Linked DNA regions of Anser cygnoides: region 1 is linked to region 2. The links are chromatin contacts, called in public Hi-C maps. All regions are on one chromosome and are shown on one strand. Each heading gives the region's core, a stretch centred on a gene start, on an enhancer-like site or on the middle of the called end of the contact. The rest is flanking DNA. Distances are from core to core; before and after follow the strand shown. Region 1 overlaps FGGY (FGGY carbohydrate kinase domain containing). Region 2 holds the start of LOC106032925 (CARD- and ANK-domain containing inflammasome adapter protein-like).

The links. Hi-C and Micro-C count contacts between places; a contact is called where the count stands out from the background.
Region 1: a Hi-C map of liver shows a contact between it and region 2, with 4 times the contacts expected there. The contact joins the enhancer-like site here to the promoter of LOC106032925 in region 2. A contact is called at or near these places in 5 of 7 Hi-C or Micro-C datasets (fetal liver, granulosa cells and liver).

What each region holds. Positions count from the first base shown.
Region 1 is chr8:29,903,897-29,911,138 of Taihu_goose_T2T_genome, reverse strand. All of the region lies in intron 17 of FGGY (FGGY carbohydrate kinase domain containing), which reads right to left. Among named protein-coding and RNA genes, the nearest start is that of HOOK1, 35 kb to the left of the region's middle. Within about 2 kb of position 1,973, at least 1 of the 3 cell types and tissues checked has open chromatin away from gene starts, as enhancers often do.
Region 2 is chr8:29,619,277-29,626,327 of Taihu_goose_T2T_genome, reverse strand. It overlaps LOC106032925 (CARD- and ANK-domain containing inflammasome adapter protein-like), which reads left to right and starts at 3,531. Exons shown (of 1, transcript XM_048061972.2): 1 at 3,531-6,858. The coding sequence starts at 3,769. The coding sequence ends at 6,030. LOC125182582 (a long non-coding RNA gene) reads right to left here. Exons shown (of 3, transcript XR_010833330.1): 2 at 120-292.

The sequences.
Region 1 (7,242 bases), core at 724-3,223, 290 kb before region 2:
GTGGGCTGGAAGGTTATCCTTTCCCAAGCAAGCTGGGGATGCTCAAACACTTTCCCTGTAAACTTTTAAGTGGGACAAAGCTTTTCTGACATTTGGCAGGGTTTCAACTTCCCCTCCCAGGTCTGTGTGGGCCTTGGCACAAGCAGTTAACTAAACGTGAAAGACTCATACACCTTTCGTATTTTCTAGCTGCAGTTAACCTATTTTCCCACCTGTAGCACCTGGTAAAATATTTGAACCAAAACATGGGAACAGAGGGGAGGGGAAGAAGAAAAGGGAGAGGCTGTGTTTTTCAGATAGTGTATGCTTTGGTGTCGTCTCTTCTAAAGTAAAAGGGGAGAAAAACCACACACAGCTCATATGCAAGCTGTGTGAGAGTTGTAAAGCAACGCTCAGTGATATGGTTAGAATAAGGTAGTGGTAAGGGAGGAATTGCCAGGCACCTGCATCCATACCTGTCTGTGTTGACCTGAGAAACTGGCCAAGTGCTGCCCCGTGAAAAGGAGATGAATCTCCTTCCAGAAGGCAAAGGAGGTGCTGATTACAGTTCTCAGCTTCATGTGGCTCCCTCTCATTTTCCTATAGGGAGACGTACTACGTGATGTTCCCTAATCAGAGTGTGTTGCGAAGTTACACCCTAGCCCCTGGGGAACAAACTCTGCTCCACATGTGTTCAAGCTCTCCACTCCCACACCATCCACAGTGACCAGCTTTTTGTGACCCTGGGGCATGGCTGAAGCTGCAGGAGAAAAATGAACGAGGCAAAAAGTAAAAGCCCCTCTCAGGCCACTCTTTGCTGCCGCTGCTCAGGACACCAACCCATTCATCAGTATGGCTGGGACTGAATCACTGGCAAACAATCTTTTCTATTACCATAAAAATGACCAAAAAAGTAATAGTTATAGCCTGTAAACACAAGACCCACATTAAATAAGAGCTCTACGTGGTACGCTGTGACTGGTAAGTGGTACACTGTAACTGGAAGCAGGAGCCCGCTCCTATTAGAGCCAGCTCAGCCTAAAGAGTATCAGATGTTACTCAGGCCTTAGAAGGTCTGAGACAAACTCTGTGTGTAAGAGAAAAAGAAGGCAAATGACTCATGACAGAGTTTGTTTTAATATAAATGACTTTTTCTGGCTCTTTGCTTTTAAAGACTTGCCATTTTCAGATCTTGAACAGCTAACCTAGGCAGCTGGCTTCCCTAACCAGTGTCCTTCATTTTGTGTATAAAACGCTGGCATTTCCAAACTCGTATTCCTCTGGCTAAGGGAGGGCAGTTTATTTTAGCACTGCAATCAATGCCACCATAAATCTTTCCTCTTCCAGTCCAAGAACACTGGCATACCCTAATCAGTGCTATATGGATACGCTGTACCCATAAAAAAAGCAAAATGCACCACAATGCTTAACCGAAGTACTACAGGCCTTGAGAGCAGACCTGAGGAACGAGCACACTGAATGAGCCCCCAACCTCCCCTTCCTCTTTGCTTTTTGCTATGTGAGGATGTGGGCATGGGGCTAAGATATGGAAAGAGTAGAGAAAGTAAGAGAGAACAGAATAGGAATAATATAAAATAGGAGAAGAAGAATCAACAGATGAGAAAAGCAAAAAAGTGAAAAGAAAAAAAAAAGAGAGGCACAAACAAGAAGCTGGCAAGAACACAACAGGGAAAAAAAATCAGAGTGGGAATAGGGATGTAGGCAGAGGGAGATGGTAGGGATACTGGGTATTTTATACCCAAAAAGCCCCATTCTCCACCATAACTACATTCTTTCTCATGTTTCCTTTAGTCTCTTTCCATGCCTGTCCCCTGGGTCTTCTCTGGGATGAGTGGAACTTCCCCATCCAGAAAGCCGCAAGTTTGGCATTTTGTGTCCTATGGCAAATGTGCTGGCTACACGGTGTTTCCATGGGGGCAGAGTCACACAAACAAAACGAAAAGCAAAGCTTGCCTCGTCTCCCTTCCATGCAGTACAAGAATCATCCCTTAGATGGGACCATTGCAAAATTAAACAGCCTTACAACCACAGCCAGTAAATAGTGAGTAATGTGCTTGTATATACAAAGCTTTTATACCAAACAGTCAAAGAAAGTGAGGATAGCTCATCACAAAAAGACCCCATTTATTAGAAGAGCTTCAAACAGCTTAGCATCTTTAGGGCCATTACTCATCTCTTTCACCTAAGCTAAGTGCCAGCTTCCATCCTCGAGGCTAACACATCCAATTTATCAGCTGTAGGACGCTCAAACACAGTTTCCCCCAGTCCAGTCTAAAGATACAGGATTCAATACCTCAACTATTTAATGACAACAGACAGGGAGAAGCCAATCTGGGAAAATTTTGCAAAAATTCTTACCAGACGTTTTGAAAGCAAAAGGAGCCTGACACGAGGCTGCTAGACTCAGAAATACTTTGCTGAATATATCCAAGGAGTTTAACATAGTTGTGAGCTACAGGGCTGGGCAATGAAGGACCTTCCAAATGCAACACACTATCATTCTTCAGCCCCCAGTTCCAGGAGGGAGAGGTTGGGCTGGGTGACAGTATGGCCCTCCATACACATTCTTGTCCTGGAGAGATTCTTCGGAGAAAAAAAATACTGATTAGAAGTCGTTTTTCTTTCCCAGAGTGTTTTGCTTTGGAAGGTCCCCTAGGGACAGTTCTGCTTCCAGAACTCCAGAAGAAGCAACACAGCTGTGCAGGTGAGATGTAACCGTTCCTCAGCCTGCACTGCCACGTCACTTTACTCCGTTCCTCGGCAAAGCAAGGTGCTCCCCTCAGCCCTTCCACACCCACGCTCCTTCCTGAGATCTCTGCCTGGTAAAGGGCTATCTGGAAGCTGCGTGAAAAACAACAACTTTTAGAAGGTTCCCACACAAAGAGGCCCTACGTGGGTCAAAAACATCATGTACTGAAGGTTAGTAATGTTCAGGGGAATGCAACCCCTAGGACTATTACACATGAAGTATATTCCCTATAAATTATTCTTAGCTGAAAACTGCACTTGTGAAAGATAACAACGCAACTCATTTTTGCTGCTTATCCACTCCCATAAGGCACAGCAAGATACGGGCACAGCGCTCCTCCTTATTCATGGTCCCCTGGTGTTTTTCAACCCTAACCTGGAGGAATATCTTTGTGCAAAAATCTGCAAGTTATGCTTTTCTATGCCCAGTTAGTGGTTAGCCTTTCTGCTTATATTTCCTTCAAGAGTGACAATTATGGTCTGCTAATCGCTACGTGGACACTTGTCCCAATAAAAACAAATCAGAACCATACAGCAATTTTATCTGGATTCTCTCTACGGGTCACTGTCCAATTTCCAGTATTAAATTGTGCATTAAAAATATTTAAGCACTGTGGGTGTGAAAAGTTGCTTCAGAACACAAAAGCAAGCAAGGGTTGGGAGTGATCTACGTCTATATCTAAGAAATCAAGGAAGCAAGAACCTATGACTTAGCAAGACGAAGAAAGGAGAATAAGAGCTGGATTCCAACGCTGAAGATGAGGGATGCCAGTATGCTAATAAAGCAACTGGCTTTTCTTGCTAATAAAACTAATAGGGCTTATGGGATCTCTAACACTTCCAATCCATGATTATATAAAAGAGAATAAAGAAATATCTATTTAACATAAACCATAGTGAAATGAAATGCATTGGAAATGTTTAGATGGTAAGAGTCTTATTAAGCTACATTGATCGAGCAAATTTTGAGAAACAAAACCCTCTAGGCACCTTTAGTAGAAAGGATGAGGTAGTACTTACATGGTAAAAAACCATCAGATATAGTATGGCAAAAGTATGTCCAGGTGATACAACCTACTGGCATCAAATCCCGTAAGTAAGTGATCAAGACATTCTTCAAAACTTTACCATAAAAAGACCACGAGCTCTTCAGACAGCCAGTGCACTGACTCTACATGCTCGTGCTTTGCTGCAGAACAGTCTGATCCCCTGCGCTGACATAGCAAGAGTGCAAATCCCAGATGGAAAATTAATCTCACAATGTAGCCAGATTGAGTTTCCAATTCTCTAGTGCATAACTTGAAGGTTGTTCTGCTCAGCTATTGAAGAGGTGAGGGCATGGAGACTTTAACTTGTTTGACATCTCAAACATTATTTAAGCAAGACACTCTGAAAAGGACCTTGCTGGCCACTGACAGTTACAAAGGATGCATGGTATCCTCCTTTGTACTCAAACCTCCCATAAAATATTGCTATCACGCTCTTCCCTGCCTACATGGCCTGGACAGAAGGGGAGTCCAAGGTCCAAATGACTTCAGCCATGTTTTTGAGCATGTGGGTAAAACCTGGCCTTAAAATAGAAAGGAGATGGATCACTGTAGGTTTTACAGAAAGCATCTGTCTACTATAAAGACACATTTATGGCTTCCTCATATTTATGGTTTTCCTCAAGACAAGGCCAGCAAGCTAGAATAACGTTAAGGTAGCAATATTAAAAACACAATTTGTTCTACAAGCTGTTCAGTCTTAGTCTGCTTGAAAAAAAAAATCAACTAATTGTACATAAACTCCACAGCCATGGTCATATCGGGGCTTGTTCCATAAATGTGCAACAGCAGAATCTGAATTATTCTAGTCAGCATATCTTCTCCTGTTTGCCAGGTCTTGGGTTTACTGACAGATGAGAAGAATACTCCTGGTCAAGTAAGAGTCTCAATTGCTGCAGATTAACAAAACGCTGCCTCCTATTCTTTGCCAACATCAGCTGATGTGAGTTTATTAAAAGCTAAAAGGCATGACAATCTAAGTGCTGAGCCCACAGAACAGATTTTATTTACATACATATGGCTGCTTCTAACATGGTCAGCGGGCATGCACAAGCAAGATGTAAAAGTCAGGTGAAGTCAGTGGAAGGACACCAATGTGCAAACCTGACTGCATCTTCAACATAAACACAGAAAACTAAACAGATTTCTTGGGTCGTTCAAGCACCATTGAGGTGCCTTTTCAGTCCACCCTCATAAATTTAAGAATAAGTAATAAAATCTTTATCACCGTTCTCAGACAGAATTAATAAACAGATAAGTCACACTGATATGCCAACACAATGACTTTCACCGATGCCCACATGGAAGGCCACACTTCATGTCATTTCATTAGCACGGTATTTCATTACTCACTTTTAGAAAAATAATATGGCCATATCTTTAGGTATTAGATTTCTGAGATTGTTGCCTCCAACTTCAGTAGTTCTGTGCCAGATACTCAGCTAATGTAAATGGGTACAGCTCTGTTGTAGTCCACGTATCACACAGACTTACTGCAGCTGCCTTTCCTTGTCATTAAAGTTACTGAGAAATTCCAAATCTGAACATTTGTGCACTGGATGACATTTAAATTGGAGCATGCTAAGTTTGCACAGAAAGGACAGCACTGAACAAAAGACACTGCCTTTGTATACTATTACCTATAGCATCCACAAGTCATTTCTGAATGGGTAATAATATGAGCCAATTGCAAGAGCCATAATAGCCTTTATCATTTCAAGATGTGTCATCTGCAAGTGAACTGTGTGTCAGATTCCTGTTTGGGCTCCGATCCAGTGAAGTACTTCAGCAGATGGGCAGTCCTGCTTGTCTTCAGCTGAACTTCTGGCCTACTTGAAAGTTAAATGATGTACCTAAGTGCTTGATTGGATCAGGGCACTGGAGTAAACTGGTGTCAGTCCCCTGCAGTCCTGGAGCAACGCTGATTTACATTAACTGAGAATATTGCATTATGATTATGGACTACTATCATCTGTCATTTTAGTAGCTGTATGACCCGCTACTACAAACTTTGACATTTTCTTAGACAAGTTTTTACCTGTAATAATTTCAAGTGATATAAAATGACTACAAATCATCTAACGTGACAATGAACCAAACACTACCATAACGGCATGTACTAATCTGATAATACATCAAATGTATGACAACATATAGCAATAGACATAGCACTCCACCAAGAACATTTAACAGCAACAGAATTATTTCTCTCAACTCCAATATAAAAAGCAGCCAGCAGGATGATATCAAATGATGGCAGCTCTGCTTCTCATAAAAGGACCTTGGGGACTCCAAGGAGATTTGTGTATCTGCACTTCAACAGCATAGCAATGTGGAAATGTTAAAGTCAGTAAAGCAAACAGTCCTCAAATGAGAAGGGCAACAGATGTCAACCAGTATCACATGTCAGTAAACAGCAACAAGACAGAGGGTACTTTTCTTAGCACTTTTGTGAAAGCATCCTGCTATCAGCTACGGCCACATCTCAGCTGTTTGACTCTCTAAGTGGTGGTGCTTGTATGCGTGACCTAACTCCCACCACGAGAGGATTTCCACACATATGTGAATACTGCCCACTGAATTCAGCTGAAGGAAAGTAAAAATGTTTTCATATATTTATTGTGGCTTTCAAAAAGTGAAAAAAAAATACACTAAATATTCTCAAACTGATTGAAAGCTCATTGTGTGCTTGGCAGAGAGAGACAAGCATTTAAATTTCTCAGCTTTAATACAAAAGGATAATCCTTAGGGCAAAAAAAGAGTCCTGATTCATCCATTTTTTACCCTTAGTGCTAAGACTTCTGACAGTAAGGCCAAAATATGCTAACTAAAAAGGCACTCTTTGTACCATAAACACTAGGCCACAAGGAACTGGACAGTGGCCATCAAATCACCGCCTTTTAATTTTTTTTCTCTCATCTATATTTCTCTAAAGATTTCTGGTAAGAAGGCAGCTGACTCTATACAAAAGCCAGAGGCATTGCCAGTATCTTGGTGGTTTCATACATGATGTATTGAACCTACTTATTTATGCAAGCAAAACAAAAACCAAACCAAAACAAAAAACAACCTGTCAATTAGGCAAAGATGTATTTCAGTGTCAAAATACCATGGAAAGAGGTAAAGGGATAGGTTTCTACTGCTGAGTCACTGCTTTGAGTCCAACCCTGGCTGAAAATATACCCCCAAGTCATTGGACATCTCAGCTGTTCGTTCAGAAAACAGCTTGGTTCTCAGCAAGCAGCACAGTCCACATCACAAACTGTCCCTGACATTGCTTGATAACTTTGCTGACAGTCAGAAGTGAGAACACACGAAATGAATGGACTGTGAAGACTCAGCTGTTTTCACCACCAGAATACTGTCTCTAACAATAGGTATATGAGTTATGCACTGAAATTTAGGGTAATTTTTTTATGGAGCATGTCCTTTCAATAGAGACTGATGA
Region 2 (7,051 bases), core at 2,282-4,781:
ACATTGGGAAACATAAAAATATCACGGTGAGCGAAACCGTGTTATTAATGCTTGGCTTTCCATCAATTTTGTCAAGAAAATGCCCAAGAGAACCCAAGAAGTTACTGGCAGTCACTCACTCGGCTGCAGCACATGCAGTTTCAGCAGAAGGCAGTAACCGCAGCTGGAGGTTCCTCGCTGAGAGGGGGAGAGCCTCGGTGGAGAAATGGTGACCTCTGCAGGTCCCTCGGTCCTCCTCGTCGCAAATGGTGGCTCAACAGCATGCAAGGTGTAGTTTTGGTTGCTTTCATCTCTGAGAAATTAAAATAAAGAAAATTAAACGTCTGTTTGATGGTGGCATTGCAACATAAAATAGGCTGGAAAACACGGGCACGTGTTAATTTAAGAAATAAATGTTCATCTCTGAGAAGGCAGAAAACAATACTTCAAAGGACAGAAACTTCAAAGCGCTCTGGAACTTCAAAGCGCTGCACCACCATTAATAAACACACAGGACATGTCTGTGAGGTAGAAAAAATTTTCCTTTTTTAATGCTTGTGTAAACAGGGCACTGAGATTAAGTGATTTGCCCAAGGACACAAGTAGCAAAACTGAGATTCCACGTACGAAATAACTGGCTCAAGCCTCCTTTCTCCGACCAGCGACAGCTGGGTTAAAATGGTGATTAGATGCTCCCTAACTGAAATTACTCAGCAGAGGCCAAAATGCAGACCTTCTCTATCAATAGCATCACCTGCCCTTTTCCAGGCCTGCTCTAAACCCTGTCATGCCGCTCTCAGCTGACACCCTCCCACAGAGCATACACAGATCTATCCAAATTAGGTCTTTTCTATGTAAATTTACATTTACACAGAGTCTTGCTTCTGTATTTAACAATGACATGAGAGCTTATGGTAAAGAATTTCAGTATATCTGTCAAGATAATCTGCTCACTACAGGCTTCTTGGCAACACCTAATTAAAATACCAGCAGCACACCTATGTTTCTCCGAGGATCCCACTGAAGCTGAACCTGCCCTAGTCCCAGCCAGAAGCGTATCCTATGCCCTTCTGGAGGAAAGCACAGAAGTTCCTCAACGTTTGCATGCTGATCTGCTCCATCTCCATACTGCTGAACACAAAGATCCCAAAGTGCTATGTTACAAAGAAGACAGAAGCAAAATCTACCATTTCCCTTTCTATTAAAAATAACTTAATAAGGAAAAGCCCTTGGATATGTTGAGCTAAAGATCCCAGCAAAAATGAAACTGACCTGTAAAGCATTTAGCAAGGAAAAAATCTCCTTATGCCCCTTAGACAACAGATACAAGTAAAAGATAATAAGGAAGGCCCAAGATCTGCCTTAGTATTATTAAGTTTTGCCATTCTGATTTTTAATGAAGAGCTTCCTGGTGATCCTACACGTGTGTGGTCTCATGCACTTAATTAAAGGATGTGGAGATGTGGAACTTTAATATAGCTTCCTTCCCTAACACACTTATATTTCAAATAAGTAGAGTTAATAAGTTCAAAAGATATAAACAGAACGCGTGCTTCAAATAGCCCATCATGAATATCTTTTCTTCTCAGCTGCTTGGGTTTTTATTCTTTTTTGAGGTCATTACTGGAACAAAGACTTAATTCTAAAAGTACTTAAAACACTAATTAAAAAATAAAGAATTTTCAAATGTAATTTCTGAAAATTAATCCGTACAACCCGCTTCCAAAATTTTCTTGACAAACACGGTTCTTGTTTTAACAGAGAATTTCCTCATGTCACATGCATATAAAGAACTTTTTAAAAAAATATGCAAAATTATGTTTTGAAGCCTAGGATTTGCATCTAGTAACAAGTAATTTACTGCATGTTATTTTCCAAAAATAAAGTCTCACAGTGGCTCTAAAAGAGACCTTGCGTGCATATATTGTTCAAATGTTCCTCCTCAAGGCCAGTTAAGAGTACTGCACCCTGTAATTAGCACAGTTTAGTAGGACAATTTCTGTACTCAGCACATTAGGAAATTACTGCCGTACTACTAGACTCTTAAAGAATATCACAATTTCTGTTTTTAATTTTTTCCGGAGTTTCAAATTTTTTGTGTGCTTTCTCTATTAACGATACTGCTTAGCACTCACGTGACATTTTCCCTTGATAGAGCTCAAAACTTTCCTGTGAGGGAAATCAAGCGTCGCTACCTCTGTTTTGCAGTGGAACAATGACAGTGAAGGCATAAAGATCCCATTCCAGCAACCTTTGAGTAAGGACTATTAATTTACTCAAGACAGATATATCTTCAGTACTTTGTTGAGTCAGGCCTGAAGATTAAATGATTTGCAGATCACAGACTGAGTCATTAGCAGTTTTGGGAGCACAATTCAGACCTCTGACTCCTTACAATAAACTCGAGTTTTCCATGTTAAGTGTTAACAATGATTAACTAAATGACAAAAGTTTTGCTGTTCTTGGTGCAGTGCCCTCCTTTGCATTTCAGAGGAATTATTGGGCTCTTAAATTGGCTGTCAAATTTGCTGACTTGGTAACTGGCTGGCTTTCAAAACATACATTAAAGTCTTGATTTTCCTGGCTATTTATTTAATAAATCTTTATTTTTTTTAATATAGTAATTTTTGTAGTCTTACATATAAAGTCAACTTCAAAAAAAAAAAAAATCTTATCAGTCACATTGTACATACTATTAAAGAAAATACACGCAAAGGTAGCAGGACCCGATAGAAAGGGCACTGAGTAAAGAAACAGATGGCAAAATTTCCCATTTGCTTAAATAAGGTCAAGCTGTCAGTTTTTCAACTCATTTTACTTCTTGCTCTTACAGAATCCTGTCATCTTAATTTCTCTGTCAATTGTTTTCCAAATATGCAGATGATTATTACTGTATTTGCTTCTCTCCGTGAGGGATTTATACACCAATAAGTTAAATTAATTACAGCTAGATTCAAAGGTCCTACACCCATACGGAGGACTATACATATTCACAGATTTGAAGCCTTACTTAATTATACTTTAAACGTTGTGTACTGAATCACACACCTTGATCCACCTCATGTAAAAGAATTATGTTCCAGGCAGGTTTTAAGAATGACAAGCTAAATAACCTTAAAGTCAAACACACCTCACAGACTGAAGTTGTAACTCGTAATAGAAAGGCTGGAACGCTTTTTATAGCCAGCTGCCTTAGACAGCTTATTTTTATCTCGATCTTCATGTTTTCATTTCATTACATTACAGGGCTTTCACCTACATAGCTGGCAACGTGTACTCTTTCATTTAAGACAGTACAAAGTATGCAATCATAGCAACTGTAACTACGCTGCTGATTTTCTTTTGTCATGTCTAAAAGACTGGCCATTTCGGCACCTACAAGAAACAGCTTGGCCCAAAGGAACCTGATAAACCCAAACCTTGTATTAAAACACCAGCTTCACAGAAGCATTTTTTTCCTCCCTTATTTTACATTTAAAAGTCTGGAAGAAGTCTTCCGAGTGGACTATCTTTATAAATCACCGATTTTTGTTTTGTTATTAAACGTCACTTGTTGCTAGGGGAGAACAGAGAAGATCAAAGGACTTCTAACAAAACTGGAAAACTAAAGGTGAGAGAGTTTTGCTTTCTTTCTCATTCTGTAAAGACTTATCACTGAACTACAACAACTGCTGGTTCATAGTTCTATAAAAAAAGACTGCATGCAGTGATGTGATCCCACTTTGCTACTTCGTACTTAACTCCAAACGTCGAACAACAGCTCAGTTCTCTTCGCTTATCAACGTGACCATGCATTCAACCAGCCTGTTTACAAACCCATATGCAATTGAAGTCCTACGAATTAAAAGAGAGGAGCTAATAGAAGGCATAAATGACCCAGACCACCTGCTGAACTGGCTGATAGACAATGGTATTTTTTCCCCAGAAAAAAAGATGGTCATGAGTTTCTACAGGACACGAACAGAAAAGAACTCCCGAGTTTTAGACATACTGATTTCTCAAGGCGAACGAGCCTGCAGGCTCTTTTTTTATCCTTGTTTAAAGCAGGTGGAGCCAAAACTTTATAACGAGATGAGAAAATATGTCAGCGAAGTTAATGAAAGTATCAGAGATGCAAGAAGACAATTGGTAGGATACTTACTCGAAAAAGACAAGGTTTGGTTTGAAAATAGCAGTGAACGGCACCAGGAAAAAAATGTGAGTCCTAGAAGAAAAAAGCAAGATTGGGCTATTAAGACCAGGAAAAGAGAAACCCAACTTTCAAGAGCAGCAAAACCTAGAAAAGGTCAGTCTGATAGAGGCATCTTTGGTGCAGCTGCTAAGGGCTGTCTTTCTGAGTTAGAGAAAACACTGAAAGATAATGATATTAACGCACTAAACTCCTCAAGAGAAACCCTTCTGCATGTTGCAGCCACTAATGGACACCTAGCAATAATGGAATATTTGATCAGCAAAGGTGCTAAGCCAGATGTGAAGGACAAGAAAGGAAGAACACCACTGCACAGGGCTGCTGAGAAGGGCCACGGTGATGCGGTGAAAGTGCTTCTGCGGTGCGGCGCTTCCATGTACAGCTTTGATAAAGAAGGCAAGATGCCGCTTCATGTGGCCGCGCAGAACAGCCACGGTCACATACTGAAGGTGCTCCTGAGAGAAGAGGCAAGAAGCTACAGGAACCAGCACAACTTTTTGCACAGGGCAGCTCTTAAAGATGACAGCAGTCTGGTGAAAATGCTTTTAAAGAGCGGTGCCTCCATTGATGGGAAGGACGGACGAGGACAGACCGCTCTCAGTTACGCTCTTTCTCGTGGGTTTGAAAACACTGCAAAAGTACTGCTAGAGGCCGGAGCCAGGGTTGATTCCAGTATGGCTGAAAGAGCCTTCAACAGCAACCACCCATCCATCTTCAAAATGCTGCTAGGATATTCTAAAGATCTGCCATCTGACTTGATGGAGTCAACTCTTTTTAAAGCTGTACAGAAAAATCTGCACGGTGTTGTAGCGGCTTTAGCTGACCGAGGTACAGATGTGAACGCCTACAACGAAATGCAGTACACTCCTTTACTCCTGGCATGCGAAACAGGCAAGGCTGAGTCCGCACAAGTTCTAATCGAAAAGGGAGCAAACTTGGGAATAAAGACTCCTGCTTCAGACTCAGCTTTGCACTTGGCAGTTCAGGCCGGGGCTGCCCCCATCACAAATCTGCTCCTGCGCAAAGGGATGGAAGTTAACCTTACGAATCAGGCTGATGAAACCCCGCTCCATGTCGCTGCACTGCATAATAAAGCAGCATTAGTTAGCCTGTTAGTTAATGCTGGGGCCAAAGTTAATGCTGTCACTAAAGAGCTGGTGACTCCTCTGCATGTTGCAAGTCAGAGAGGTAACACTGAAGTTGCCCAAGAGCTGCTGCACCACAAAGCCAGTGTTAATGCTAAGGATAGGCAGTCAAAATCACCTTTACATTATGCTTCTGAAAAAGGAGACAAAACAATGGTGGAGATGCTTCTGAATGCTAACGCTGACCCCAACGCACAAGACAAAGAGAAAAGGACCCCCCTGCACGCTGCAGCTGAGAGAGGACATCTCAGCGTCGTCAGAGTTCTGTTGGCTACAAAAGGAAGACTTGGGGTTAAGGACATGGATGGATGTACTCCAATGCACTATGCGGCCATCAAAGGAAACACGGAGATTGTAAAACTTCTTCTGACATCAGGGAAAAATAAGAATATTGATGACAGAAACATATGGAGAAAGACTGCACTGCATATTGCAGCGGAATATGGACACAGTGACTTGATAAATTTGTTACTGAGTTACGGGGCAGCCATCAATGCCTTAGACAACAGCAAGGACACTCCGTTGCATTGTGCTTGCAAGGCCGGTCATTTAAATGCTGTAAATTCCCTCATAAACTGGTCACAAGGAGAAAAAGCAAACCTACTGGCTGCTAACAGTCTCAAAAAGACCCCGCTGCAAGTAGCAGAATCTAACAGAACAGAAAATCAGGCCCAAATTGTCACACTTTTGAAAAAGAAAATGTTAATAACAAGATGAATATGCAAAGCAAACATTTTAAATGCAAATGCAGAATTATTCTTTAAAATAATTTGGGTAGCGCTGTTGCCCAGTATGACTGAGAATTATGTTAGGACAGGCAGAATTAAGTCTGTAATCAAAAGAGGCCACGGAAAAAGCCAAAAGCCATATCTTAAACATAGCATCTGTCACGTTCAGATTTACTACAGCTACTTCTTCGTGCTAATAAATCCTGTCACAAGGCTTGATATAATCCAACCAGGGGAGTGGTGGGGCCCCAAAACTTTGCTACCAGAGTGTTGCTGTCTTCAGGGCACTACTGGGTGCTGCACTAACGTTCAATATTGGCCTGGCCCCTCTTTGCACGTATGTTATACCCTATCTCGTGACTTTAACATAACCTGGGACTATAAAAAATCAATTTTCTGTCTTTCGTTACAGCATTTAGTTTGTTTTTGTATTTTTGAGCAGAGAGAATGAAATCAACCTACCACATTTTCTGTTTATTAATTTCACTTTCAAATTGATTCCAGCACAAAGATGTTCAGAATAAAAAGGCTGCAACAGAATTTATTGGTTCAAGGCAAAGTATTTGTATTGCCATCTCTTGGAACAGAAACATGTTCTTGAGTGTTCTGTGGTCATTTTCTTCAGTGACAGTCGGCCTTTCACGCTTCCCTTCACTACGTGAACAGAAGCGCCATCACATGAAGGGCCAAATGCTTCTTGCAAAACGGAACACGTTTAAAAGCACGTGGGAATAAAACTGGGATTTTTATGGCCACGTTACAATGCTTTAAGGAGCACAACGCCCTTCTGCTGCCATCTCCCAGATGAGAGACCTCATCGCTCTCTACAGGTACCTGAAAGGAAGGTGCGGGGAGCTGGGAGTCGGCCTCTTCTCACAGGTAACCAGTGACAGGACCAGAGGGAATGGCCTCAAGTTGCACCAGGGGAGGTTCAGGTTGGAAATTCGGAGACATTTCTCCTCAGAAAGAGCAGTCAGGCATTGGGATGCGTTGGCCAGGGAGGTGGTGGC